2 separate regions of the Mus musculus genome follow, and region 2 is linked to region 1. The links are chromatin contacts, called in public HiChIP or PLAC-seq maps. All regions are on one chromosome and are shown on one strand. The core of a region is the stretch at or near the end of the contact, and the rest is flanking DNA. Distances in the headings are between cores, read along the strand shown. Region 1 holds the start of Tars (threonyl-tRNA synthetase). Region 2 has its middle 130 kb from the start of Tars.

What was found. HiChIP or PLAC-seq counts read pairs in DNA pulled down with a chosen protein or histone mark.
Region 2: a contact with region 1 is called in an H3K4me3 HiChIP or PLAC-seq map of the 230-238 cell line, with 2.4 times the contacts expected there. The contact joins the enhancer-like site here to the promoter of Tars in region 1. A contact is called at or near these places in 2 of 39 promoter capture datasets (the 3T3-L1 cell line and pre-B cells), 14 of 484 Hi-C or Micro-C datasets (CD4 T cells, centroblasts, centrocytes and 7 more), 4 of 115 datasets of contacts at active chromatin or transcription factors (the 230-238 cell line, the NIH/3T3 cell line, embryonic stem cells and 1 more) and 1 of 9 other capture datasets (adipose tissue).

Annotation. Positions count from the first base shown.
Region 1 is chr15:11,396,689-11,401,483 of GRCm38.p6, forward strand. Tars (threonyl-tRNA synthetase) reads right to left here and starts at 2,970. Exons shown (of 19, transcript NM_033074.3): 1 at 2,798-2,970; 2 at 493-573. The coding sequence starts at 2,851.
Region 2 is chr15:11,531,302-11,536,096 of GRCm38.p6, forward strand. No RefSeq gene overlaps it. Among named protein-coding and RNA genes, the nearest start is that of Tars, 130 kb to the left of the region's middle. Within about 2 kb of position 1,845, at least 61 of the 459 cell types and tissues checked have an H3K27ac peak or open chromatin away from gene starts, as enhancers often do. A contact at or near this core is called in the 230-238 cell line, adipose tissue, centroblasts and 3 more, where this site is marked.

The DNA of each region.
Region 1 (4,795 bases), core at 1,720-4,219:
TACTTGTAGGAACCCAAGAAGGAGTCTCTAGCCCTTACCCCCCCACTTAAGGAAGCAGAAAGTCAGCACCCGGTCTTGACAGCTCTGCAACAACTGTAGCCCTTTCTCTATACTTTTCATCTTTCACGTTTCTGCCTATGTCCACCGTGAGATCATTTTACCATTATCCACACGTCCCTTTGCACTGGCGGGTACCTGCAAGTCCTTTTTCCTTCTCAGGCTCCTTTAAAAAAAAAAAAAAAACCCTCCTTTCCCTGGGTTTTCCAAGGAGTGCTACTTTACTGCCTTCAGTGACCATAGAGCCCTTGCACAGGGGACAGCAGGCCTAACATCTGGGCTCGACCTGCAGCGTGCAGACAGCAGAAAGAATGCCTGCAAAGAATGCCTGTGTGTGCAGCGCACATGCGCTCCTTCTGTAGGGCGCATCTGAGACAGTCCCCTGTTCCTCGGAAGCCCCCCAGACCCAAGCCTCCGTGACGGAGCTCGTATTACCTCTGCTCGACCTCCATCTCCACCTCCATCTTTGCTCTTCTTCTTGCCTCCTTCTTTCCGCTTCTCCTCGCTGGCATCCACCTGAAGAAGCAAAAGAGAACTCTCGCACTTCAGCCTAACTTGACACCTTCTCCAGAACTGCAGCTAAGAAAGCTATCATCTTAAAACAATGAAATAAAATGGACAACCTCATTTTGAAAGATTGGAAACTCCATCACTAGTAAAGTCAAGTTACACAACTTACAATTAAAACAATCTCTAAGAAAGGAAGAAAAGGCCACTTATCAATGCGCACTTCCTCAAATTTCATTTATAACTGTCCCTGTAACTTTCCCTTCAATAAGCTTACCTGGACCTGTATGCAAAGCAATAAAAAAATGTAACATGTTCAATAAGAGTTATTTCGAGGAGGGACAGGGAGCACTATCTCCCTCCCTCCCTCCCTCCCTCCCCACCAGCTCTCTGCAGGGAGACTAAAGCACACATGTGGACTGAGTGATCACTTGTTTATCACTTCAGATCTCCTAGGCTGTTTTCCCTCTTCACACTGAATGTAATTATGTTCTTCACAACAATGCTGTGAAGATTATGTGTGAAAGGAAAAAGGCCTTGCAGCCTGTGGGGCTGAGGACGGCTCTCGATGACAAGCGAAGTCTGGGGTCAGATCTGTACCTCGCCCAGGAAGCTGCCAGAAGTTTAAGGTACCTGATTATTACAGAGGAAATGACATCACACTTCACATTTCAAGTAATTTTACTCACAAAGTCCCACTCTGAAGTGTTACATGCCCACTCAGGGGATGATTATCTTAAGAAGCTTCCAGCCTCAGACGAATCTCAAGAACCCAGTCGGCCTCAGAAGTAACAGGGTGGGTTTAGCAGGATTAAAAGACAGCAGGAGGGGCTGGAGAGATGGCTCAGCAGGTAAGAGCACTGACTGCTCTTCCAAAGGTCCTGAGTTCAAATCCCAGCAACCACATGGTGGCTCACAACCATACGTAATGAGATCTGACTCCCTCTTCTGGAGTGTCTGAAGACAGCTACAGTGCACTTACATATGATAAATAAATAAATCTAAATAAAAAAAATATTTAAAAAAAGACAGCAGGGAAGGAGGCAAAGGGGTAACCAAGTTATAAAACCATAAAACACCTTAAAAACATAAGGAAATAGGAACAAAATCTATCCATGTATACCTGTCATTCATCGCCTTAAATCTGTAGCTTAAAGCGCATACACAAGCATTTTAGTGATTTGCCCTATCAGGATGGAAACTCCTCTTGATGAAGACCCTAGCAACCGTCAGCAATGGTTACCTAGACAATCTGTCATATGGCCTCACCCCTTTCCAATGTTCCTTAAACCCCCATGCCATGTCACTTTTTGACAATACAATACATACATAGCACCTCCCTACAAAACTCCTGCACGTAGAGAATACTGATAGCCTCAATCGCTGCACTTCCCTCCCGTCTCTCCCTGTACAGCCGGGGCACAATTCATCCCCTGAACCTGGACAGCCCTGCCCTGCCTGATTTACCTGACCTCATTTTTCCAAACCCAATAAAACAGTCTGACTGTGCTTCTCTATAACTCAACCAAGCTAATCAGAGAAGTACGATTTTCCAGTCCTGCACATTTGGGGAGCCCCCAAAGTCAGGAATCGATCTTAACTTGTGTAGCCACCTGGACTGCCTGACTAAGTGCCAGGGCAAATAAATACACAGGGGACACAGGCACAGTTGGCTGTAAAAGAGGGGTGGGGCAGAAAACACGCCAGTGTACAAATGCTGTTCCTAACCAGTGGGTGACAGCCCAAAGCAAAGTTTAAAGGGGATGTGTGTGAAGTTATTTAGGTCGCTTCCAGCACCTGGCAGACAGAGGCTTTAATTTCAAAACAGTCTGTCAATGGGGGCATCCAGCCTTATTTAGCACCCAATCTTGGGCAAACTGGATCTGATCGCGGGGACTGGCTTTTCCTTCCTAACTAGAGCTTTTTGCTCCACGCAGTTTAGGATTTTAAAAAGTTCTTCAAATGTTCTTCCCGCTTATTTTAGTGAAAAAATACAAGCGCGGGAGTCTAAGCCCCAAATGCTTACTATCTGAGCAAACCACTCAGTCTCAATTCACAGATCTCTAGGATGAAGATGCCCCCCCACCCCCCAGACCCTGCCAGCAAGAGTTCCTAACTTATTACCCAGGGCCCCCAATACCGACTGCTCCCTGCTACTTTCCACTCCTGCCCCGCCGGGCAGTGCCGGCTCCCAGAACACATCCGCTCTCTGCACCCCACGGCGCCTGCTCACCGGCTTCTCGCCGTCCATCTTCCCCGAAGGGCTGCTAGCCTTCTCCTGCGACATGGAAGGACCACAGAGAGACAAAACCCGTGAGCTGCACCGCAGAGAAGACCCCAAGCCGGCGGTGTAGACCTACAATTCCGCACTGCGCGTGCGCCACGTGGCCACAGGCGGAACCAGCTAACCAGCTGATGCAACGGGACTCCTGGCCCCGCCCTACCTGGACACGAGGCCAATGGGCTACGCGGAGAGGCGGGTCCTCCCTTTCCTTGGCCAATAGAATAGCCGAGAATGACGAACCCTTCAAGAAATCCCATTAGTTCCAGACTGTGTAGTGAGGCGCGCAAGCGCACTCTTCCCCTTCTGACTGTAGCTTGCATGGCCTTAGCGGCCACCGTAGTGAACTTGAGCTGCTTGGACTGAGTTTCCCGGAATTGCTGGATATGGTCTCTGGCGCTCTGGTTTATCTCAGATGCGCTCTACCTGGAACGTTGGCTGATAATCTGAAGCGATGACTCAGCCTTCCTCATGAGAATAGGACCGATTTGCTGTTTGAGGGACAAGCGCCATTGATCAAAGCTTTCTCAGTGTCTCACGGAGTTTTCCCATAGACGGCACAGAGATAAAATTAACTTTTTACTTGAAGGAATAAACTCCACACAAAAGTCATTGATATCACGGGAGCTCGAGATTAGATTTTTACTACTTAAGCAAAATGCTTAGCAGAAAGTTCTAGTTGGCCTGCTTATCCTAATAGCAGCTGCCAGTTTTTGGGTTGTTCTGTGTTTTTTCTTTGCTTCACTGTGCAGCCAGGGATAGCCTCGAACTTGCAATTTAGATCTGGCTAATCTGGGAGCCTTCTGCAATAGCCACCCAAATTAGAGGATTACAGGCGTTTGCAACCATGTCCACCCAATGTCCACACCACCACCAACCTACACACACACACACACACCAGCCGAGTAGAATTGAGACAGGGTCTCACTGTATGTATAGCCCGGCTGTCCTGGAACTCGCTGAGATCCACTTGAATGTGACAAATGCCTCCTGGGTGACTCTTCAAGGAGCAGGTTCCCATTTCCAAGGAACATATTGTCCAGGGAAACAATACATTTCACAACGGCCTCAAAAAACATGAACTATCTTGGAGTAACTCAAACAAGACAAGTGAAAGATTGTACAAGAAAAACTTTAAGACAATGAAGAAAGAAATTGAGAAAATTTCAGAAAACATAAAAATCCCCCCATGTTCATAGATAAATACAGTAAAAATGGCCATTCTACCATTCTACCACAGGCAATCTACAAAGTCAAAGCAATTGCCACCAAACTTCCAACACAATTCTTTACAGAACGTAGAATGTTAAGTTTTAGATACACACACACACACACACACACACACACACACCACAAAATCACGATGGCTAAAACAATCCTGAAAAAAAATGTTGAAGGTATCACTATCACCAACCTTGTTGTGGGTATAAGAGACTCCCAGGAATCAAAGGGAGGGACCTTAGATGAAATGCCCGACAGTAGGGAGAGGGAACTTATAGAGTCCACCTCCAGCAGGAAGACAAGTGAGGGATGGGGTTGCCATCCCATAGTCACATCTCTGACCCATAATTGTTCCTGTCTGAAAGAATAATAGGGATGGAAATGGACAGGAGCCTGAGGAAAAGAAGGTCCAGTGACAGGCCCAAAATAGGATCCAGCTCTAGGAGAGGTCCCAAGGCCTGACACCATTATTGAGGCTATGGAGAGCTCACAAATAATGATTGCACTCTGAAAGACCCAACAAGCAGCTGAAAGAAGTCAGGTACAGATATTTGCGCCCAACCAATGGACGAAGCTTTCCAGTTTTATGAGATCACATTTATCAATTGTTGATCTTAGAGCATGAGCCATTGGAATTCTGTTTAGCAAATTTCCCCCTGTGCCGATGAGTTCAAGGCTCTTTCCCACTTTCCCTTCTACTAGATTTAGTGTATTTGGTTTAATGTTCAG
Region 2 (4,795 bases), core at 595-3,094, 130 kb after region 1:
CACAAATCAGTGTTTGCTTCTCTTCTTCCTGACTTACAAAATTAGTATGGTATAGTTTCCACATTTTTATTTTCTTGGTTAGGTTCTGAGTAACAGAAACGACTTTCAACTTACTGATGGAAAGAAAGAGCAGAAGACAGTTGGAGGGGAAAAAAAACCCTGGAGATTTGGCAAAGTATTTGCCTGTAACTAGCCTATAAATCGCAATGTCTCTCCTCCTGCTGTGTCCCCAAGTCACTGCTCACTTACAGTAGGTTAGAAGTCCTGAGCCAGACATCTGGACTGGCCAAGCCCTCAGTGCTGGCTCTTGCTAGAGACCTTTCTTTCTATTCAGATTTTCGGTTCTATTTTTCTCCATAAGGAGGACAGACGTGTCTACAGAAGAGCTTCTTATGTTTTCCTGTTAATGCAGTATGTGGAAAAGAATTGATCCTTAATAGGATGGTACGGGAGAGTCAATACTCTGCCCAAATGACTTCTCTCGTTCCGTCAAAGCACAGCTTTTATAAAGCTTAATCTTATTTAGCATATGTTTTCATTTCTCCAAGCAAAGCATAATACCAAGAATTTTTTTCTGCATATATTTTTTCTTAAATTTTCTCCATAAATAAAGCTTTAACTGAAGTGATTTTCTTAACGTAATAAATACTAGATGTGGTTAGTTCACTGTGAAGCCACAGAAACATAGTATTTACGTGATCAGCACTATAGTGGCAGTATCCCAGGTTCACTCAGATTGTATGATTCTCTATAGAGTAATGTAAATGGTCTTCCAGGCTCAGTCAAAAAAGAGCCCTACAGAGAAATCATGATGGATTTAGTTTACAGCAAAATTGGATCCTTTCGTAAATTGCAATTAAAGAATGACTTACTAGATTAGTAAAGAAGATTGAAAAATAGATACAGTACCCAGTAAGTATCCTCTTCGTGTTAACCCCTACACCCAGAGTATTTGAATGTCCTTTTAAAGTCTAGATTTTTTTCTGTCATTTTAAAGCATGTTTAGTTATAAACCATTCTGTTATCTGAAAGACAATTGTGTACATGTTGAAAGACTGATAGTCAAACCATGAACCACGGTTGAATGTTGTACCTAATAGAACAAGTTAGCCTGTTCCCGTTAGTAATTGTCATCTTAAAGCATCAGTGTTTCAAATTAAAATGTCCAGGTTAAACGGAATCAGATGGCCTGGGGATAACTTTCAGAACACCTTTTCATGAACTGGAACCAGAATATGCTATGCCAAGCAGAGGTGATAGAGTGAATACAGGAGCTTTCTTTGGCTCATAGCAGGACTCGGACAGCCAGGTGCCTTAACGTTCTCCAGGCATAGAGGCATGAAAAAAAGCCTTATGTAAATGTCAGGTGCCAGGCCGGTGATGATGTCGTATTAAAAATCGCCAGTAGGTGGTAACACAAATCCAGGCTCCTTGTAAAATAAGCTTACATGTTATTTTTGGTAGGACCGTACACTGGGTTGAACAGCTAATGAGATCCAGAGCTGTTTATTGGTTACTGCTGAGGATCCCGATGAAGTAGTTCAGTCATGCCGAGATGCTGCTTGGGTGGTACTGGAAACCGACCTAGCATCAGTGCTCATTCTGTCCCACAGTATTCCATGAGCTGGAATTTGTCTTTCCCTTTGTCTGCATAGAAGTTGCTTTGCGTGGAAATCAGTGGGAGCGGTCCCCCCCTTTCCTTATCGGGAGGAAGGGGGTGCATGTTGGTACATCTGCATTAGGTCCCAGGAAGATAAGAAGAAGTAGTCTTTGTGAAAGGGCCTCAGCCAGCTTGCAGAAGGCTGTACTGGGAAGATGAAAGATTCATAAGCTGTGCAGGTGCGGGGAGAGGAAACAGCACTTCCGCCCAGCGATTCTCAGAACTGTTGGGAGCTGTTTACTTCCTATTTTGATACCTAGAGCAACAAGAAACAAGCTCTCCACCAGCATCTCCGTGGCCTTGTCCTGAGTTTGTTATCCGTGCTTTCTGTCAGGAAGCAATTATGATAAGACTCTTGGCACTGCTCTGCAATTCCCATTTCATGTGTAGGCTTTGATTGATCGTGTTGTTCTGATGGCTTATCCTGGGATTGATTTATTTACAAGGTTCAAAGAACCTCCATTCTTTATGAGATTGCTTCCACTTTTAAGGGGGAGAGGCCACTATTCACATCCTAAGCTAAAGGCATTTTCCAGACTTGAAGTTCAAGAACCAAAAGGGATGGAGTGACTTTGTGTCTCGGCGTTGATCACATCTAGACGTATCACCTCTGTGTACACTTGACATCTAATTTATTGTCTCAGAATGGCTCTGTTTTTCTCTCCTGGGAAAGTAGAAGTCCTTAAAGAAAAGTCTGGAACAGAGAAATAGTTTTAAGAGCCGAGCTTCTCCATTGAGTTTCTAAACTTTGTCACCCTTTAAGGGCATCCTTTCTTTTCTTCACTGGGAAACCACTTCCCCTTCTAGAGACCTCACTTTGCAAGGGCCCCTGGGGAGATACCATGTTTATTTTGAATCATTGGTTTGGTGTTGGACTGGGTCTGCACTTGGGCTCTGCCTGCTTTGGACTGGGATCTTGATTTATTTGGCCCCATTTCAAAAATTGTCAACACTCCATGCATTTAGGTAGTGATTATTTCTACAAAAATATGAAGTAATAACCACAATTTTATGAGATGAAAACAGTTTTTTAACCTCACTCCTTCTCAGTGGACAACAACAATGTTCACATGTAAGGGACAATCAGTAGTAAATACTTTTATTATCTCCATGCTACTTCTAATGAAACTGGAAGTGGATGCATGGTATTTGTCTGTGTCTTCAGATGCTGTAAACACAACAAATGCTTTTCTGAATAGAAATAAAAGGAGTACAGTTTGCCTTGCTTAGATATAAGGCTCAAGTTATCCAAAGCCAGTTATTATCACTCATCAGGGAATTTTGCTGTTTTGTTTTGTTTTTATTTTTATCCTTTTATACTTGACCAATAATTGGGGAACCAGGATAGTAGAATACTATGACTTGGTTTCCCTAAAAAGAAAAGAAATTTGACCACTGTAAAATCCAGAGCTGCATTGGTTTCTGGGAAATACCATCACAAATTCTGAGGACTCTCCTGTGTTTCGGGGATTTTTTTTTTTTTTTTTTTTTAATGACTGGCAGGCTCCCTGCGCTACTGCTGACCACTCTGTCCCAGCACAGTCTTGCCGGAACTCCCAAGTTCCCTTCACTGCCACCCCAGCCCCACACAATGATGGCCTTCCGCCCCTAGGTCAGTCGCCACAACTCTCTGCCCCAGTTTGCTTGTCTCTGGCTCTGCTAGCTCCTTCTCAGTCATAAACCTCTGTAATCGTCGGTCCCACATTCCAGTAGCTAAGCAAATAAAAACTCTTGAAGCTTATAATTAACCAATCAGATTTATGTATCAATAAATTCTCAATTCACAAGATGCCAATGCGATAATTTCAGAACCAATTGATAATGATAAAAGCGGTCCGCCTAGATCAGACAAATTATCTCAATTATTCTAACCTTTATGATATCATAACTACCTGTGGCTGCTTAAAGCCATGCTGGTTCAGGTTCTTCTTCCTGTTCTTTCACCTCCATCTTGCCTTCTCCTCTGTCTCTGTAGCTCTTAGCTCCACCTCCCTTCCCTGTCCAATCACAGGCCTCCTGCTGCACAAATATTTTAACATAATTGGACAGGGAAAATCCCGTCACACTCCCTTGATAAAGCAGTTGAGGCACACCTGGTTACACAAACAAATTGGGAGTCGGAACAGTCATACAAGAGCAGTGTGGTCACATTTGGTGAGATCTATTTATAAAGTTAATTATGTTCAGCTAAATGAGGCTACAAATCTAAGTTCCCACCATCACTGCTGTATTATCTTAAATCCTCACTGTTCATAATGAAGTGGAACACAGTAGTTTTTCTGAAGACTTTTTAATGTGGCTGTCTTCTGTTAATAAAGTTAAGTAGCTTTCATTAAATGCTTGTTGGAATAATTAGTCATTTTGATGTCATCACTTGACAAAAGCAGAGAAAAAATATGGAATTTTGGTGTTGGTACCCACTATTGCTTCAGTGCTGGAGTAGTTTTCCTTCATTAGGAAACCAACAGAGCTGGATAAGGCCAGTGTTTCTGCTTAGGGTCTCCATGCCATCTACATCAAACTCACAGATGAATACGTAGTGTTAACGTGCAGATCCTAAATGGATCTCCTTTGAATCATAATTTTAAGGAAAGGCTTAGAATGGGTATTTGTAACCCTGTAAGTGAGTCCTACACAAGTGAGGACCATCCCTCAGACCCTGTTCTAGATGTCCTTCAGTCTCTGATCTCATTGATGGTGTTTCGTGTAACATACAAGGTCTCTCTGCTTCTTGTGGAAAAAAAGACAATTCAAGAGCATTTTTGCCAATTTTGTTTCTCTTCTTCTTCTTCTTCTTCTTCTTCTTCTTCTTCTTCTTCTTCTTCTTCTTCTTCTTCTTCTTCTTCTTCTTCTTCTTCTTCCTCTTCTTCTTCTTCCTCTTCTTCCTCTTCTTCCTCTTCTTCCTTTTCTTCTTCTTCTTCTTCTTCTTCTTCTTCTTCTTCTTCTTCTTCTTCTTCTTCTTCTTCTTCTTCTTCTTCTTCTCCTCCTCCTCCTCCTCTCCTCCTCCTCCTCCTCCTCCTCTTCTTCTTCTTCTTCTTCTTCTTCTTCTTCTTCTTCTTCTTCTTCTTCTTCTTCTTCTTCTTCTTCTTCTTCTTCCTCTTCTTCTCTTTTAAAGATAAAACACGTTGGAACCCC